Linked DNA regions of Salvelinus alpinus: region 1 is linked to region 2. The links are chromatin contacts, called in public Hi-C maps. All regions are on one chromosome and are shown on one strand. The core of a region is the stretch at or near the end of the contact, and the rest is flanking DNA. Distances in the headings are between cores, read along the strand shown.

What was found. A called contact is a pair of places that touch in the nucleus more often than the background predicts.
Region 1: a contact with region 2 is called in a Hi-C map of muscle, with 4 times the contacts expected there. The contact joins the promoter of LOC139583485 here to the promoter of LOC139583453 in region 2. A contact is called at or near these places in 2 of 3 Hi-C or Micro-C datasets (muscle and red muscle).

What each region holds. Positions count from the first base shown.
Region 1 is chr1:65,854,502-65,857,201 of SLU_Salpinus.1, reverse strand. LOC139583485 (neuronal vesicle trafficking-associated protein 2-like) reads right to left here and starts at 1,262. Exons shown (of 5, transcript XM_071414621.1): 1 at 456-1,262; 2 at 1-69. The coding sequence starts at 31.
Region 2 is chr1:65,706,629-65,709,328 of SLU_Salpinus.1, reverse strand. LOC139583453 (vesicle transport protein SEC20-like) reads right to left here and starts at 1,423. Exons shown (of 6, transcript XM_071414581.1): 1 at 1,296-1,423; 2 at 942-1,034; 3 at 754-845; 4 at 550-654; 5 at 173-291. The coding sequence starts at 1,379.

The sequences.
Region 1 (2,700 bases), core at 13-2,512, 150 kb before region 2:
TGTCTTGTAGATTACTCCCCAGTTTAACCATCTTTACCAATAGAAAATAGTGCACTTCTCAAGCAGATGCTGTAAATATGACAGACACTGTTAGTTAATTGTACATGTCTAATTTATCAAACAATAAAACATCTACTGAGAACGCAAATCAGTGTTTTTTCTTTGGACATTACATTCATTGGATTTAAACTTTACCTTTATAATACTTTTTTACAGTCTAATAAAACGCTCTGAAACCGCGTTTTAATTTCCTAAATATTGGATAAATTAAATATTGGGGGTAAAAAAAAAAGGTGGAAAATCCCATTTTCAAACGCCATAGAGCAGGCGTCAAAATAAATCCTATGTTCGTTCATAGGCTAACTGTGCATAGGGATGCACCTGCAGTAGCCTAGCCTACTTCGCCATTCTTATCGGCCAAAAACAAAAGATCTCAAACAAAAACATCTACTTACGATGGACGCACTTGTATAAGTCCTTTTCGTTTCTTCGTCTGCTGTTTTGTTATATCAAAGACAGGATGCAAGGAGCAGATGCGTGAAGGCAGACCGGGCGTAGTTGCAATCAAAACTCAGCGATGCTGATGCAGGAAACTAGACAGCCCGATCCCTGCAGAGACTAGCGGGCTCCGTAAGCAACCCAGAACCCAATTCCAAACACTGCCTCCTCACTTTATGCTTGCATCTGGCGCCGCTAGAGGGATTTTTGAATGAAATCGCACATTTGTTATGCGTGACTTAAAAAGGACCACAAACCGCATTCAGATGTATTTTTTTAGTCTTTATCGCCACCTAGAGACTTAAAGTTAGAACTGTGCCGTGTCTGTGTCTCTCCCTCTGCATAATAGTCTATCCACTAGAGGCTATATAGGCTAGGTAAAGAAGGAAGACGGCAAGACGGTAAAAAGGGACATTAATGGACTTCAAAGTCCAAATTCGACGCATGTTTTGAGACATCAAAAGTTATTTAATGTCAAGATAGGTCCACGTCCCAAGCCATCTGTTTTGTATATCCAGCTATACATTTACATTACATTTAAGTCATTTAGCAGACGCTCTTATCCAGAGCGATTTACAATAGCCCCTACGCCACAATTAATGGAAAAGATAATCCGATGAGAAAGACAATGATCTGTCCATCATCAAATATAAATCTAGTGCATTGAAAGTGTTAGCCTATGTTTTTATTTGTCTGTATGTACGTTATATTAAAGGGCGGTATTTTCCACCTGTTTAATCTGGCCATCAATACCAAAATCTGTTTCACTAAACACCACAAGAGGGTGCAAATATACAGGAAAACATGCATCCATCCCATCAATCCACTGTATGAACAAGTAAAAAAGGTGGAATTGGGAGCTGGGGTGGGGGAGACCTATGGGCGGGTTATGGTTAGAGTTAGGTTTGTGCTTAGCATTACAGCTGTAGGGCCATTGCTATACCCTTTTAGGGTTAGGGTTTGCCGTTATTATTACAGCTGTAATGCTAACCTCAAACATAACCCTAACCCTAGCTCCATTTGTCCCTTACCTTGAGAAACAAACTTTTGCCCTCAGAATAGCCTCAATTCATCAGGGCATGGACTCTACAAGGTGTCCAAAGCGTTCCACAGGGATGCTGGCCCATGTTGACTCCAATACTTCCCACAGTTGTGTCAACTTGGCTGGATGTCCTTTGGGTGGTGGACCATTCTTGATACATTCAGGAAACTGTTGAGCGTGGAAAAACCCAGCAGCGTTGCAGTTCTTGACACAAACCGGTGCGCCTGGCACCTTCTACCATACCCCGTTCAAAGGCACTTATATAAATCGTTTGACTTGCCCGTTCACCCTCTGAATGGCACACGTACACAATCCATGTCTCAATTGTCTCAAGGCTTAAAAATACTTATTTAACCTGTCTCCTCCCCTTCATCTACTCTGATTGAAGTGGATTTAACAAGTGGCATCAATAAGGGATTATAGCTTTCACCTGGATTAATCTAGTGAGTTTATGTCATGGAAAGAGCAGGTGTTCTGAATGTTTTGTACGCTCAGTGTACTTGTTGTACTGTAGATATAAATAGTGGATGCATCCAAGAACCATATATGTGCCTTTTGAAAATAATTAAATAGACTTCATGAATCATTACAGAAAGTATGGAAAATATGTATGAAAACAAGTACAATTGAAAACAAGTAGAATTGAAAAAGAGGTTTCTTTTAATAATGACACTTGATGTGGGTGTACAAATTCCCCACCCCCCCTTTTTTTTGGACAATGTCATAATTTTTCTAAACGCACATGCATGGTTGAGTTGAGTTGAGTTTATTTTTATTTTTACAGGGACAGTGCACATTAATCAACGTTTCAGTAAAAGTGCCGGTTTTAGCCAGCCGGCTAATTTTCAACCGCAGTCCCTGGGCAGGTTATTAAAAACAATTACAATATAGACAATAGCAACATAGAACAAGCAAGACATAGCAACATAGGACAAGCAAGACGTAGCATACAGACAGAGCAACATAGAACAAAAAGCAGCAAGACAAAATTCATAAAAGCAACAAAGTGTTTCCACACCTCACAAGTTACAGACAACAGACATGGAAAGCGGCAACACACAGCTAGGGACCATGTTCACAAATCTGATTGACCTTTAGCCATGTCTTCAGCATTTTGTGAAAGTGTGATATGTGGTGCAGTTATGTGTGTCTGATAGCAG
Region 2 (2,700 bases), core at 174-2,673:
TCTTTGTATTACATTTCTTGTATTATAGTGTATTGATTGTGTATTTTGTATGCTAACTTTTTTTTCTTCTTGTGAATGGACAAAGTTATCGTATCTTATATTTGTCTTCAAGCCCTAACCACTGGCACCCATTTTGTGACTGTTCTCCTTTCCTGAATGAGTAGTCTCTTACCCAGAGTGCCGATGGTCTCCTCGCTCTGAGACACCGACTGGGCCATCATACGACTGATGCTCATCAGACTCTCTGTGATGTCACTAGACGTCTGGACCAGACTCTCCTTAGTTGCCTTCCTGAGAACACACACACACACACACACACACAGAGAGAGGGGGGGGGGGGGATGACACACTAGAACTAAATTCAATGCAATCTCAACTTTCTGTCCCTGTCACCCTATTAGAGGAGTATCTTTCAGCCTGTACATTAGGGTGTGTTGAAAATATGATTTTTCAGGTTATGAAGAATAATGATTGTAGGAATAAGAAACTGGAAATAGAGCATTAATAAAATAGCTAACAGCTGTGCCTGATGAGATGAGCACTACTCACCGCTGTCTCACAGTAGAGTCTCCACCATTCAGAAGTTGATCTTTCTCAAGGTTGTCAATGGACAGTTTACATGCCAAGTTTGCCTTCCTCCAAGCTGTCTGGTTACTGTAGATGGAAATATTATGAAAATATTCAGTCAGGGAATTCCAAAAGGTGTGAGGTCAATTGGCATGTTAAATAGGAATCTGGATCCCAATCTCTCACCTCAGATTCTGTCTGCGATGACTCTCTGTCTCACTCAGGATGGCTTGTTTGTCTGTCTCTCTGTCTTGTTCCTTAGCCATTTGTTCCATATTCTGTGAATGTAATGTATAGTTCAGATGAGTTTTTCCTAGCTAGCTAATCACAATAAATGCGATCTAAAATAAATTAGCATTGATTTACATAACTACCTGGATTCTCAGTCGCAGTTGATTTAATTTCTCTTTTACTTTGGAGTTGAAATCCATCAGCACACTTTGTGGCCCCGGACATTCTCTAATGTCCTAATCAAGAGAATATAGTATGTTTTTTTTATGTAACTGTCCATTCAATATAATCCACATTCTTGAAACAGGCTATATTGCATCGCTTGCTCTCCGCAATTAACAGTTAGCAAACGTTAGTTAGCTAGCCAGCCAAAATGAACTAGGCTAGATTAGACAGCTGGCCAAATGTACACTATCTTGGCTCACAACCGCAAATTGAAATGACACAAGGTAAACCTAATAAATAAAATAAGTTAAAAGTTGTTAAGATGGAGGTACCTGAATGAGAGCTTTAATTTCGAGATCATATTTGATTATTTCTTGTCCACAAATACGGACGTGGACATCCTGGGAAGACGCCATTTCTGTTGTTGTTGTACGGCAACTAACCCACTAATCCAAAAAGCGCGCGATACTTGAAGCGCGTTGTTTTATGAAAACGTTGACCGTGTTCATTCACTATAAATCGGACAAAATAACTAATGGACACATCTAATAAAAAATATATAGCATACATATAGCATAATATAGTGCATAGCCTATATATGAAAAGGTACTTATTTGAGTGATCATAAATAACGTTAGCAAACTAGACAGAGATCCTATTAAAATTGTTCTATAGGTCAGTGTTTTAGGTAGGGTACTCCCATGCAATTAGCCTATCTTTGGCGTCATCCTAAGCAAACTACTGACACTGTCGTTTCAACAAACGTTTTCAGCAGCCTCACGTGTCTTTTTAACATACTTGGCTCTCACAACAACAAATGATTTACATGATACATATTTCTGCCACTAATGTGTTACCCGACCTGCTAACACTGACAGTAATGCTGTGTTCAAAACAACTGGGAATTCAGAAAAATATGTCAAATCATGACGTACAGTACCAGTCAAAAGTTTGGACACACCTACTCATTCAAGGGTTTTTCTTTATTTTTTACTATTTTCTACATTGTAGAATAATAGTGAAAACATCAACACTATGAAATAACACATATGGAATCATGTAGTAACAGAAAAGTAATTAAACAAATCAGAATATATTTTTATATTTGAGATTATTAAAAGTAGCCACCTTTGACAGTAGCTACCGATGACAGCTTTGCACACTCTTGACATTCTCTCAACCAGCTTCACCTGGAATGCTTTTCCAATAGTCTTGAAGGAGTTGACGTTGAGGGAGAGGTTATTTTCCTGGCACCACTTCGCCAAGGAACCTCACCTCCTCCCTGTAGGCTGTCTCGTCATTGTTGGTAATTAGGCCTACTACTGTTGTGTCGTCTGCAAACTTGATGATTGAGTTGCAAGCGTGCGTGGCCACACAGTTATTGGATAACAGGGAGTACAGGAGGGGGCTGAGCACGCGCCCCTGTGTTGAGGATGAGCGTAGTGGAGGTGTTGCATCCTACCTTCACCACCTGGGGGCAGCCCGTCAGGAAGTCCAGGACCCAGTTGCACAGGGTGGGGTTCAGACCCAGGGTCCCTAGCTTAATGATGAGCTTGGAGGGTGCTATAGTGTTGAAGGCTGAGCTATAGTCAATGAACAGCCTTCTTACATACACTACCGTTCAAAAGCTTGGGGTCACTTAGAAATGTCCTTGTTTTTGAAAGATTTTTTTTATTTTTTGTCCGTTAAAATAACATCAAATTGATCAGAAATACAGTGTACACATTGTTAATGTTG